Linked DNA regions of Mus musculus: regions 1 and 2 are each linked to region 3. The links are chromatin contacts, called in public Hi-C maps. All regions are on one chromosome and are shown on one strand. Each heading gives the region's core, a stretch centred on a gene start, on an enhancer-like site or on the middle of the called end of the contact. The rest is flanking DNA. Distances are from core to core; before and after follow the strand shown. Region 1 has its middle 54 kb from the start of Gpr65. Region 2 overlaps Ptpn21 (protein tyrosine phosphatase, non-receptor type 21). Region 3 overlaps Kcnk10 (potassium channel, subfamily K, member 10).

Evidence for each region. A called contact is a pair of places that touch in the nucleus more often than the background predicts.
Region 1: a contact with region 3 is called in a Hi-C map of cerebellar granule neurons, with 1.7 times the contacts expected there. The contact joins two enhancer-like sites. A contact is called at or near these places in 1 of 39 promoter capture datasets (hippocampal neurons) and 9 of 484 Hi-C or Micro-C datasets (brain, cerebellar granule neurons, cerebellum and 5 more).
Region 2: a Hi-C map of cerebellum shows a contact between it and region 3, with 2.0 times the contacts expected there. The contact joins two enhancer-like sites. A contact is called at or near these places in 1 of 484 Hi-C or Micro-C datasets (cerebellum) and 1 of 115 datasets of contacts at active chromatin or transcription factors (bone marrow-derived macrophages).

The regions. Positions count from the first base shown.
Region 1 is chr12:98,320,333-98,325,332 of GRCm38.p6, forward strand. No RefSeq gene overlaps it. Among named protein-coding and RNA genes, the nearest start is that of Gpr65, 54 kb to the left of the region's middle. Within about 2 kb of position 2,254, at least 1 of the 459 cell types and tissues checked has an H3K27ac peak or open chromatin away from gene starts, as enhancers often do. A contact at or near this core is called in cerebellar granule neurons, where this site is marked.
Region 2 is chr12:98,672,970-98,677,367 of GRCm38.p6, forward strand. Ptpn21 (protein tyrosine phosphatase, non-receptor type 21) reads right to left here. Exons shown (of 19, transcript NM_001146199.1): 19 at 3,772-4,398. Among named protein-coding and RNA genes, the nearest start is that of Spata7, 47 kb to the left of the region's middle. Within about 2 kb of position 1,827, at least 156 of the 459 cell types and tissues checked have an H3K27ac peak or open chromatin away from gene starts, as enhancers often do. A contact at or near this core is called in cerebellum, where this site is marked.
Region 3 is chr12:98,456,245-98,460,968 of GRCm38.p6, forward strand. All of the region lies in intron 4 of Kcnk10 (potassium channel, subfamily K, member 10), which reads right to left. Among named protein-coding and RNA genes, the nearest start is that of Gm40893, 65 kb to the right of the region's middle. Within about 2 kb of position 2,552, at least 9 of the 459 cell types and tissues checked have an H3K27ac peak or open chromatin away from gene starts, as enhancers often do. A contact at or near this core is called in cerebellar granule neurons and cerebellum, where this site is marked.

The DNA.
Region 1 (5,000 bases), core at 1,004-3,503, 140 kb before region 3:
TTCCAAACTGAGCTTATTTAATAAGCATTTGAAAAATAAATGTGTCTGTTTAATAACTACCTTCATAATCCATGCTTATTTTATATGCCATAGTTTATGCTGATGTGGAATTACTCAGAAAACTAAGTTTTGATCTTATAAAAATCCACTGATATGTCCAAGTTGAGACAAGTTCACCAGTCCAGTCCCTTCTTACTGTCTTCAGTAACATTAAGAAAATGGAGTCACATTTTGGTCTTCCCATGGAAGGAGTTACAGAGACAAAGTTTGGAGCTGAAACAAAAGTATGGACCATCTAGAGACTGCCATATCCAGAGATCCATCCCATAATTAGCCTCCAAACGATGACACCATTGCATACACTAGCAAGATTTTGCTGAAAAGACCCTGATATAGCTGTCTCTTGTGAGACTATGCCAGGGCCTAGCAAACACAGAAGTGGATGCTCACAGTCAGCTATTGGATGGATCACAGGGCCCCCAATGGAGGAGCTAGAGAAAGTATCCAAGGAGCTAAAGAGATCTGCAACCCTGTAGATGCAACAACATTATGAACTAACCAGTACCCCGGAGCTCTTGACGCTAGCTGCATATGTATCAAAAGATGGCCTAGCCGGCCATCACTGGAAAGAGAGGCCCATTGGACATGCAAACTTTATATGCACCAGTACAGGGGAATGCCAGGGCCAAAAAATGGGAATGGGTGGGTAGGGAAGTAGGGGGGAGGGTATGGGGGACTTTTGGGATAGCATTCTAAATGTAATTGAGGAAAATACGTAATAATAAAAAATATTTAAAAAAAAAGAAAATGGAGTCACTTTGTTAGCACTTAGGCTGTAGGAAAGCTAACTTTAAAGATTTTATATTCCTCTGTGGGCTGTTTGCAATCATGACAATAGCTGGTATTTTTAACAACTGGTTTTTCCTTGAGCAGAGCTAAGGAATTTTCACTTTTTAATTCTCGTGTCAACACTAAGAGGAAAATATTATTATTAGTCTTTTTGTGTGGAAGGAAACTTTGCACCAAAGAGGCTGAAATCTTGCACAGTAGCACTTAACTGCCAATGGGGAAAACCAGCACACACATTATGAACAAAGGTCATAGTGGGAAACTCTAAACTGTCAGGTATAAGGCTCGAGGGGACACTGTGACAGCATGTATCTCTAGGTAAGAGATTTATCTATTTTATCAATACCAGAGATGGGCAGAAAGGCAGCAGTGTAGAAGGCCCAAATGGCAAATGGCAGAGATGGAGCACCTACCTCCTAGGCTTCAGTGGAAGAAGAGAGGGGAGGAATGGCACACTTCCCACTCTTAGTCTGTAGTTACTAGGCTGTTACTAGGAATATCCAGTAAGTATTCTGTCAAATAATGCCATGTGACTAGTATACTTCTCTCCTAGTGACTCTTACTGTGTGTTTCAAAGGCAGAGAAGTCAAGAATCTAGAAAAATAAGTTTCTTTGCTTCTGGGGACCAAATTACTGTGGATTCTGACAAAACTACTGTTGAACCAAAATGTAGGGGCTTCACAAAAGAGCACAGACATGGCCATCCCTCCTGACTTTTGTCTATTAGATAGGAAAAAAAGGGGGGGGGACGGGACATGGTCATTTTCATGACTCTTTCCTGATGGACAAGGGCAGGGTGGATGAGAAGGGTCTTGGCCCAGGCTCTGGTATCAGAAATTTGGATAAAGAGGTTGTCAATGTGTCTTTGAGGGAGGGCTTTGTGTAAAGGAGTTCTCAGTGATGCCAACTTGTTAAGCAGCTGAGAAGATAGGATGTAAAGATCAGTAGAGTTAAGAAATCTCAGGAAGGAAGATAGTCAGGCCATTGTCATAAAGAGGCAGAATATCAGGGGAGTTCAGGTTGGGGCACTGATTTTCCTTGCTGCATCTAGGACTAATCTAGACTGGTTTACATAGCAGCATCCTATAGAAAACGATGGATTCCTCTTTTTCACAGCAGTTATGGGGTCCAGAACTCTGTTGTTTCGAAAAAGGACACCTATGAGCAAATCTGTTTGGGTTTGGAAGGTTGTGACTAACCTACAGTCTCTAAAAGAGCATGAGAAGGCTGTAGGAAATAGAGATTGAGAAAGTGACAACAGCTCTGCTGACACCAAGGGTGGAAGAGCTATCCAGGCCCCCAAAGAGGGGGAGTAGGTTGGGGAATCCCTTAGAGTAAGGTGAGACCAAGGAGCAGAATGAATCAAAATGGGAAGCAGTTGCTGTTTGGTTATTTGGAAAGAGTTCAGGCTCCGGGCTTTGAAAGGCAAGGGTACAGGCATGTAAACACAAGGCCAACTGACCAGATGGACAGAAGTGGACGTTTCAGGAGGAAAACTGAGAAGTTGGGAAATTAAGAAGCTGTGAGGGAGTGTGTTGAGCGGCATCCCAGTGTTCGGGTTTGCTAAAGGAAAGACAGGCAAGGAGAGGAGCAACTTCAGCCAAAGAACAGGTTCAATACAAGAGGAAGAAGAAAGTGGAAGGAAGGTAAATAGATAAGAGAGCAGGGAGCTCACCACTAGCACACAAACTAGAAGAAGTCACAGAAGCAGGAAAGGTTTGGAGAGAAGATGGGTGTTAGAGAACTTCTCTTGTGGCCAGACATTACCAGAGGTCATTGGGTGTGGGTGTGCCAGGAATCTAGAAAAATAAGTAACTTTAGTAATGGGCATGCTAATTATTATGATTTCGGGAAATTCCCACTATTTAACCGAAGTGGAGGTGCTTCCCGATGGTATAATCAAGTCTAACATAATTGATTGGTGTTCTTTCTATGTAGAGCAAACAGCTAAGCTCCAAAATGGCTGAAATCAGGAGAGATAAATTGACTCAAAGACAGTTTATGAACATAAAGATTAGATGTCTTTCTACAAATGACCTCTGAATAATCTATTCTGAAAACTGGTTTCATTCATTACAGTCATTGACAATTACCTCCTGCCACAATGTGAAAATAGGCTTTATAAATGTGTTCTTTACCAGAAACAGTTGGGATTCACTCTCAGTCATGAAGTTACAACTATCCTGTGCCATCCAGCAACTGTGAGCCAATGTAGTAATTGATCAAAGTTGGTTCTAGATTGATAGAAATCAAGGCAGTGTCTGTACCAAAGACCACACACCATTCTTGATCCACCTAAGATTTACAGAGACTAGTAATGGTTGTTTCAGGTAAACTGACAAAAACATAAGAAAGTGATAACACAAGCTATGTTGCAGATGAGTATTACTAATAAAGATATTTGATCCAACTTGCTCTTAGGAGCTCAATTGCATTCTGTACTTTTTTTTTTTTGACTTTTTATCATCTCTTTATTTTAAAAATCCTTCTTCACATTCACCTGATCTGTACATTTCAACCAGATTTCAGCCAGTTTTTTTTTCCATTTTTATTAGGTATTTAGCTCATTTACATTTCCAATGCTATACCAAAAGTCCCCCATATCCACCCACCCCCACTCCCCTGCCCACCCACTCCCCCTTTTTGGCCCTGGTGTTCCCCTGTACTGGGGCATATAAAGTTTGCAAATCCAATGGGCCTCTCTTTCCAGTGATGGCCGACTAGGCCATCTTTTGATATATATGCAGCTAGAGTCAAGAGCTCCGGGGTACTGGTTAGTTCATAATGTTGTTCCACCTATAGGGTTGCAGATCCCTTTAGCTCCTTGGCTACTTTCTCTAGCTCCTCCATTGGGAGCCCTGTGATCCATCCATTAGCTGACTGTGAGCATCCACTTCTGTGTTTGCTAGGCCCCGGCATAGTCTCACAAGAGACAGCTACATCTGGGTCCTTTCAATAAAATCTTGCTAGTGTATGCAATGGTGTCAGCGTTTGGATGCTGATTATGGGGTGGATCCCTGGATATGGCAGTCTCTACATGGTCCATCCTTTCATCTCAGCTCCAAACTTTGTCTCTGTAACTCCTTCCATGGGTGTTTTGTTCCCAAATCTAAGGAGGGGCATAAATCTCTCATTTGTAGTCATTACAGGAGTGATTCTGGAACCTTCCACTAGAGGGCTTCTACTTACATGTTTTGGAGTCACCAAGTAGACAATCCCCCAAAGCTTCTGGGAGCCTTATGTTTTCTAAAGTGATCAAATCCCATTAAAAAACAAATTTCACCACTTACTTCCCTTTAAAATAGTAACAAAATCTATCACAATATTTCCATGGGTTTTTGAATGAAGTTTGTTAAGAAGGTTAGACTATTACCTATAGCAAGTGATTAGAAAGGGTAGTTTGCCCATTTGAGAAACAAATGTATCTGCCTCTCGAGGTTCTGTTAACTCTTCCATGCTATGATTTTGATATAAATGCTGTCTACAGAGTCAATCTTTGAACACCTGGACTCCAGCTGGTGGCACTATTTTAGGAAATGGTGGAAACATGACGTGATGTCTAACTGGAAGAACTGGGTCAATGGAAGAAGGCGTTTGAAGATTATATCTGGCTATGATTCCCCCCCCCCCTTTTTTATTCAAGTACTGTCTGTGATGAGAGTCTCCATACACTCCTGGAGCTACCTTGTTCTTCCCAAGTTCATGGAGTCAAGCAACATGGACCAAACACTACAATGCTGTGAGATTTTTCACTGCCCCATTCAGAATGGCTATCATCAAGAAAACCAAAAAAACCAAAGGTAAGGATTTACATGTTAGGGTGTGCTCAGTTCACAATATCTAAGTGGAATCTGCCTGATGTCCATCAACAGATGAATATATAGTGAAAAGGAATTTTATCTGGTTGTAAGGATAAACAAAATTCACAGGTGATTAGACAGAACTGGGGGGAAAATATACTGAATATGTTAACCTAGGTCCAGCAGACAAATAGTCCATATTTCATTTCATGAATCCAAACTTTGAGTCTTTAAATTTGTGTGTTTAACCTGGAACACCTGAAAAGTTAGGAAACTTCAATAGAGTCCCAAGGTGGGGCATTTAATGATGAAGGCGTTGTAAAACTGGAAGGCAGAAAAAACTGGAGTTGG
Region 2 (4,398 bases), core at 577-3,076, 220 kb after region 3:
GATTGATGTGGGTGGGACCACACCCCTGGGCAGGTGAGTTGTATGAGAAAAAAGGCTGAGCAAGCCATGGAGAAGAAGCTGATAATCAGTGCTCCTCCATGACCATAGAATTCTGGATCCTTCCCTGATTCCCTAAGTGACGGGAGTTGTAAACTGCCATGCACACACACACACAGTCTACGTGCCACTGTTGTACCTTTGGCAATACCTTGCAGATCTGGTCCTCTCTGTGGCTCGTAGGTATCACATCTGGATAGGATTCTTGATTACTCTTCTTCCTTCTCAGCTTTCAATGGCTCCTTCTGGTACCATGCCACTCCAGAGAGAAGCTTGGACCCAGCTCGATTCCTCCAAGTCCTGTATCTATTGTGTGTGGTGTCATCAACAATAGGGACTTACATTCAAGTTCTAGGAGGAAATCAAGAGCAAGGGCAATGACAATAGCCTATGTTGTTTGGTGATCTCATAAATTGTCCCTGACCAACTTTGTATTTCTCATGTCTGGTAATTAGCATTAATACCCTTATGATGTTATTTAAAATTAGGTGTATATATGTAATATATACTATAATATTAATGTGTATATTTTATATAAACAAAAATTTAAATTATATTACATACAATATATACAATTTGAGTGATGCATAGATAGATATTTCTAAGATTTACCAAAATTCTTTTTACATTTTTTAACTCTACATGAAAAATACTGTAAATGTAGTGGTTTGAATGAGAATGTGAATGGCCCCTAGAGGCTTATGTTGACTACTTGGTCCCCAGTTCACGGAACTTTTTAGGAAGGATTGAGAGGTGTGGCCTTATTGGAGATGCTGTTTTGCAGAGGCGGGGAGGAGTCTGTTGAGCTTGAGGTTTCAAAAGGCTCAGTGTCATTCGCACTCGTACATCAAGAGCTCTCAGCTATTCTTGCCATCCTGCCTTTCCTCTGCCATCATCAACTCTTTTTGTTACTTTTCTGTCACTATGATAAAATACTGTGAGTAAGGCAACTGTTTGTGAAGGATGAGGAGGTGTGGCCTTGCTGGAGGAGGCGTCTCACTGGGGACAGGCTTTTCGAGGTTAGCTCCCCCTGCCTCCTACGTGTGGAGCAAGATGTGAGCTTTCAGCTACTGCTGCAGCACCACCTGCCTGCTGCTGCTGCGTTCCCTGCATGGCAGTCATGAACTCTAACCTCCTGAAACTCTAAGCCCAGTGAAATGCTTTCCTTAAAAGCTGCCTTAGTCGTGGTGTGTTGTTATGGTAACAGAAAAGTAACTAATGCAGTAAAAAGATCAGTCACTCGATGTCCATCACTTCCACGTGATCTGATACCTTTTCATAGCACTAATATGTGTACCTTACTAAAAAGTGAAAATTTAAAATTCAAGTGCATGCTCAAGTGGGTATTATTCATATCTCACAACTAAAATAATGTACAGTTTAAAAACCAAGGGTAGTAAAATAGCTTAGTAGGTAAAGGTCCAGAAATAAAACTGGTCCTGCTTCAATAAGGAATACACACGCAGGGGCACGCGGGCACACACACAAACACACACGTTTATGCACGCATTCTTGATATATTATTATCCACAGCTTAATCGTCAATATATTGAAAACTGTTCATGAACTTCAAATTATTCAAGGTGCTTTAATTTTGTGAGCACACATCACCAATCTTAATGGTTTAAAACCTGATTCCTATACACATGCGATGATCTAAAGACAGCCTCCAGGTGGCGCTGTTGCACTTGGCAGTGCCCCTCTGCTGGCTCTATAAACTTCCCATCTCAATCCAGCTACCAGTCCAGGAAGAGGGTGGTAGATAAGCATGCTGGGAAATGTAGAGTGCTTTGCTAACTCACCCTTTCACCTCGCCTCACAGCCACATTCTCAGGCAGTATTCACGCTTGCTTCGTCTCTAAGCCCCACATCTGGCACCTTACCACCCATGCACCATTCAGGTTCCTGCAGAAAATGCTGAGATAACCACTTCTGTGAATTTTCCTATGAACCTCGGACTGATCTGGCCTGACCTGTGAGTCTCAGTCCTCGTTGCCTGGCAGAGCAGAGAGTTTATTCTCCTGTCTCACCACCAGGGTGCAGCAGTAAGCAGCCGCTCGCTCTATGATCTCAGAGGACACAACAGAGATTTGGTGGTTACAATTCCTACCTTTCACCTCCCCTCTCTGCTGGCCTCACACTCCCCACCTACCCCTTCACCATGGCTTTGGGGGACAAACCAAAGGAATTAACACAATGACTTACTGCATGGTGTGCAGAAGTAAATGTGACTGTGTGGTTTACATGCAATGAGCCTTTAGAATGTTTGAGATTTGACAGAAATCCCCAGGTGATGCCACTAATGCAACCAAAGAATCCATCAAATGTTCTCTGCAATCTCTATCCAACCCAGGCTTGCAGAGTGGCCTTTACCCTCCCCTTTCCTGGACATAATCTCACTTACTACGACTAGAGCAGAGATATAGAAAGTTCTCTCGGCTGTCACTCCAAAAAGACCCACCTGGGGTTTAGTTTTTAAAAATGAATTTCAAATAAAAGATCACTTTATCTTGTCTCATGTGCTCTCTTCTTACTAAATTTATACCCAGGAGTCTCCTTTAAAGGCATAATTTAAATCGGGCATGGTGGTGGAAGCCTTACTTATAACCCCAGCACTCAGAAGGCAGAGGCAGGCAGGTCTCAAGGAATTCAAGCCCAGCCTGGTCTACAGAGTACGCTCCAGTCCATCACAGACTACACTGTCTTAACATTTTATATGTGTGTGTGTGTGCGTGTACACATATATGTATATTATATATTATGTATAAACATTATTTAAATAATATATAAATGATATATTTACAAAACATATAATTAAGAAATATTTATAAGAGTGTATGAATATATAACATAGTATATATTATATAAGTATTGTATATAATATATATTACATATATAAGATATACTTTATATAATTTATATATTATATACATATATAATACATATATTAAACAACTTCTATCTCTACACTGCAAGCAAAAGGGAAGAGTCTCTGCCTCTGTGAAATGAATCAGCCACGCCATGATGTGAACACAGTGCTATATCAACACCCTTGCCCTCCCCTCTGTGTTCCTAGGTAGGCATCTCTCTTTCTGGAAGTTTCTAAGGGAGCACATCTGTCTTGCCAAAAAGTTTTAAATACTGAAGTCTATGGCTTTCTAAGCGCTTCGCAGTAGGAGCTCCTGAGGAAAACGATGACCGGTTACAGTTCTAGTCCATGCTCTAAAATCAAGGTGCTTGGCCTCAAAACTACAGCAATGCCAGTAAAAGCCCCCAGTAATCAGGAACACCGAGGCCAGAAATACCAAAGTTAACTAGTACAAACATTGGTTTACAACCTATTTTTGTGGAAATGTACATCTTGATAACTTTGGTTTGACATCAATACTATCAAGGAACTAAAATCCTTAGTGAGCCATGAAGCACTGCATACATTTGGCAACATGTGTGCCAGTAACGTTCTCAACTCAGGCACAGTAAACCTTTAAACCCTAATTTTGATTTGGCCCTTGAAAACTATATTGTTCCTAAATACAATAACGTAGAGTTATTTTCACTCAGAAATTCTCATTTGCTAGCTGTAATTAAGTTCAAAATTAATGTTCCGAAGAAGTGATGTCAAGGATGTGACATTTGAAGGGTGACAGATTGAAACGGTATAATGCTGCCCCGTAGGAATTTACTTATCAAAGTATTGCAACAGGAACACGAACATGCCATATATTACTCTTTAATTAAAGTTTTGTTTTACAATGTTCTTGTCAGTGGGAAATTTCCAAATGCTCAGGTGACAGGAAAGCCTCTTCAAACAGCGTACCATTGGGGCAAACTTGACAAAAGTCCTGTCCGTCACAGGCTTGAGATGGAAACTAGAGCACACAACCCCACCCTGGGGTGCTGTCCACTGGAGTCCACTGTGCTTAGCTGGGCTAGCACAGTTGTCATGGAGGGCGATGCTCACCACAAACAGTCAAATCAGAATGATGGCAGGACAGTATCATTTGGGAGCTAGTCCTAGATCGGACATTCTAGAAGGTCTACACTGTGAAGCGGCAGCCTAGGATTCGGGGGCACGGACACACATGAACATGACACACCTCAGTTAAGCCTGCCAGCTTGTCCTCCACATCTCCCAAAGGAGACTGAGCCTGGGCCAAGAACACTTTCTGCTTCAAACCTGACACACTTCTGACCAATAGAGAATGTGCCCAACCAAATAGGATGGAAGAGGGAGGCCGAGTACCTAGAACTGTTCCGGGGGGGGGGGGGGGGGAGGACAGGATTACGGTGCTAAATTCAAGTACCGCCTGAACACCACAGCAGTTTCTGGTGGCCCCATCA
Region 3 (4,724 bases), core at 1,302-3,801:
ATGTGTGGCTAGATCTAATAATATTCTTCTCTTACTTATCTACCCAATTGTGGATTAATAGTTCTTTGAGTAGCCAGCTTTGTGGCAGCTCCTGTAAACAGTAGGGCAAATCAGGGGCAGAGGAGAGGGGGGGTGTCTGACATCACACAGCTCTTAAGCTGACAGGGATACCAGGTGTCAATTTCACAACTCCAAGAGGGCCACACAAATGATGTTGAACCTGTAGGTAGGGTGCAATGGGAGTTTGGGGCTCCTGAACTGAGGAACTAACACACAGTAGGAGGCAGGTGTGTGTGTGTGTGTGTGTGTGTGTGTGTGTGTGTGTGTTGGGTACCACACAAGTCCCAGGACAGCGTCTGAGACATCCGCTGTAAACACCTGGGCCATTTGAACTTTCTGTGGTCAAGCAGAGCACTCTCCCGAAACACAGTACACAGGTTCTTCCTTTGGGAAAAAAAGGTTTCACTGAGAAAAGCTTTTTAAAATATTTATTCATAGAATTTTGAGAGATGGCTCAGCAGTTAAGAGAACTCATTGCTCTTTGATTCACAGCTCCAACATGGTAGCGCACAGTCCTCTTTAGCTCCAGTCCCAGGGGGATCTAATGGCTCCTGTGGATACCAGGCACGAAGATATGAGTGCAGACAAAACATCCATGTGCCTAAAATGATTTTAAAATTTTTTTGTCAATATGATCTTTCCATGAAATCTGGCTGATGTGGTTTTCTGACGCTTAATCATGAACTTTAATAATCTGAATCTAAGACATTGCTAGAAGTACAAAAGCTAAAAATGTGTGATCACTGCAGGGTAGAGAAACTGAGGGGGAAAGGGCCTGGTGAGGCAGGAGAATGATAAGCAAGGAAGTAGTTCCAGAAATGAACATAGGAAAGGTGCCAGCAACTGGAAGAGCAGACACACCTACTGGGTCGCTTGCACTTTACACTCGCTACTTTTCTGTTGCCATGGCAAAATGCTATGACCAAGGCAACTTAAGGAAGAAAGAATCTGTATCAGCTTAGAGTTTCAGGGGGAGGAAAGTCCATCGTAAAGGGATAGCATAGCAGCAATCGGCAGGAGTATGAAACTAGGAGCCAAACACGCCACGCCCAATGAGCCAACTGGAAGTGATGCGGAGAGTTTGAAGACGCATCCCAAGGGACACACTCCCTCTAGCAAAGCTTCCCCACATTGTGCCACCAGCTGGGGACCAAGTGTTCAAATTCTCATTCAAGACACCAAAGGCTTTGTTCAAGCCAGGGAGCATGCCCCCAACAGTTTGCAAACTTGCAAGAGGCGAGTACTAACTTAAGAGCCCATAAAAGATCACGTGGGCCCAGATTCACCCCTTTTCCCCTTTGCCCTCTTAGTGCCAGGCCACAGGATGCTCGACATGCCTCCAGGCTCCTCTGATCTCCCTCTTCATCACCTGTGGCCCATGTGTCTACAAAAGTCATTTAAAAGAGACACAACAACCAGGACGCTCTGGCCCCTGCACACTAGACTCACGCTTGTTCCTGTAGCAATGGGTCAGGAAAGGATTCCTGAACCCCAGAGCCTAGACTGCATCACCAGCTAAGGTGTAAAGGCTGCCTGCACAGAGACAATATCCCTTTTATTAAAATATGTCCCTGATAAGAATATTGAAACATCAATAGGCCATGCTTAAGACTGTATAGGCACTCCTATCTCCTATCTCCAAGCTCCAAGCTCTATGCCAATAAATGTCACTGTCACACACACACATTTATAGTAAAAATCATACCTTTACTTCCCTGGACAACCCTCAAGATGCATGGTTTTGTCAGACTTCAATCCTATCCAAGACATTTCTGGAGCCACTATACACGTGTGTGTGAGCACGTGCACACACATTCCATGGCACATAAATACAGTTTGTAATAAGCACTATGGGTTTAACTTTAGAGGAAACAAAAGTGTGTGTATAATGCTTCTAAGACACTTAAGCATGGCTCCTGTAAGAAGCCCACATTCACACGAGTGTGTGCTATCTCTTCCATGAGTGCCTGGTTACTACCGTGCTTCAAAGCTATGTAACATCTCCTCTTAGTAACTCCACTCTGCTTCTTGTGAACTCATCCAAGAATTCTTTTCTGTAGACAGACTAAGAATCCAGCTTCACTTCAGATTAGGCCTCTGAAAAGAATTCCTCAGGATGCCTCAGTCCCCGCTACGCTGCCATGGCTGTGTACATTAAATAAAGAACGAAAGCAGGCAGGAAGGGATACACGCCCATTTTCTAGGCAGGAGACAATCCCATCAATTCCAAAAACCATCTGACGGCAGTTCATGGAAGCAAGTGTCCGATATTTATGTAGCCATCTGGACAAGTCTCTTCCCCTCTTCCTTGAGGAAAAGGTTGACGAGCCTCCAAAGGCTTAGCAGGCAAGAGACCCACTCCAATCTCATAGCAGAGTCAACAGGCAAAGAGGGACTGAGACTTGATTAAAGAGCAGCAGAGGCAAGAAGCAATGTCAGGATGGATGCCAAGGAAGCAGTACTAACCCTGCAAGCACACCATATGGCATTTATATGCCATGCACTTCATTCTAAATGTTGCTATTTGCTTTCCTCTTCACTCTCGGTGCCAACTCTGTTACGGTACTTAGTAAAATTCTTTTCTTTTTCTTTTTCAAGAAAGCACACCAAAGCTTCTTGCACCCTATTTTTAAAATCACATAGCAGTTCCTTTTCCTTTTTAAAAATGGATGATGCATATCCCTGCTTCTAATTGTCTGAATTAATCTACAAAGCAGCATCAGCTCTAGAAGGGAAAGGCCCATGGAATGCAAACACACACACACACACACATACACACACACACTTGTGCCCAGTCAGTAGATCCAGGAGTAGATTGGTAGACAGCTCAACCCCAATGGTAACAATTCCCGATCCGTTTCTTCTAACCACATCCTAGGCTCATGCGGGAGAATGGTTGCTGTTGCTCACAGCCAAATACCCTTCTGCCACAAAATGTGGAAAGAAACAAATGGAACATCACTAAGTAGAGAAACGGTGGAAACTGCAAGGGAGCCCTGGGAATGCAGCCTTGGACCTCAGCAAACAAAATTGCAATGTGTCCTGTATTTAAGGCACAACAAAAGCACAGACAAGCGGAGAGGCAAATTGGCCGGTGGTTAAAGTGAATGTCTATGTTTTTTCACCCCAGAATCTCTTTAAGGTAGTAGGGTTTCTGCATAGACGGTTGGAAACAGTGAAGGACAGGTGAGTTTGCAGAATGCGAGGTCAGGGAATGGAGCACCTGAGAAGACAACCAACTCTAACGACCAGCCAGTTATATGTACCTTTCTCCCCATACTTGCCTTCCCAAAGAGTTCTCTGAATCAAGGCTCACACGGTTTCTCCTCCCAGAGCAATGGCTGACCACTGCAATTCTGTCGAAGGCATAAGCCCTGCTGCCTGCCAGTCTATTTCCTTCTGTTATGGTCCCTTCTGTGGCTCCCCCTACATCAGCGGTTCTCAACCTTCGCAAGGCTGTGACCTTTTAATACAGTTCCTCATGTTGTGATGACACCCTGCCCCGACCATAGAGTTATTTTCGTTGCCATTTCATGACTGTAATTTTGCTACTGTTGTGAATTGTGGTGTATATACCTGTGTTTTCAGAACGTAATTACTACCACTGAACTGGACACTTGAGAATGGTTGGGGTGGTTTGCCTCATGCTCTGTTACATCACTACAATAAAATAATAAAATTGATATTTAACTAGTACCTTAGATATTTTCAAGATTATTTTCATTTTTAACTGGCTACATGTGTACGTGCACATGTATGCAGTGCCTGTGGCAGCCAGAAGAGGGCGCCAGATTCCTCTCAAACTGGAGTTCATAACTGGTTTTAAGTCACTCAACATGGGAGCTGGGAACTTAATTCTGCCAGGCCCTCTGCAAGGGCAGTATGTGCTCTTAACCAGTGAGCCAGCTCTCAGAAGAGCACCCCTCCCAGGATAGTTTTATTGGGAAAGAAAACCTCAGCATAAGGGTTTCTATGGCCAAAAAGAGATGGGGCTATACAGTCAGCAAGGTGACAAAGGCGCTTCCTACCAAACCAGGCATACTGAGTTCTATCCCCAATATTTACAGGGTTGAAAGAGAAAAAAACAACAGTGCAAATTAGCCTCTTATCTCCATGTGAGCATGTGCAGGAGTGCACGTACACACACACACACACACACACACACACACACACTACATATATATATATATATATATATATATATATATATATATATATATATATATATAATTTTTAAAATGTTAACTTTATGAGGAAAAAATACCAGAATGAAACAAAAGCAGAGCACTGGTTTTAAAAGCCAGTGTGCTCAGCTTTTATGGTATGAAAATCCCTCCTGAATGTTAAAAAAAAAATCATAGATTCCCACAAAACATAAGTTTTGATACCAGCTGATGATATGTTTTTAAGTGATGCTGACGAATGTTCTATTTATAACTGAAAAGAGGTAGTACAATGCAAAGGAGATGTTGTTTACCAGGCAATGCTTGATGCACAAGAGAACTCTAGTTATTGAAAACAGCACCCCAGGCCCCTGGGGACCCACCACGCATAAGTGGAGAACTACAGCTTCATACTAATAAGAGTCTAAACCTCAGTAGAAGCTCTCCAAGGCATGGCCAAAGCCACTACGTAAACCATGCTGTGGTGCACAAGCGCAGCCC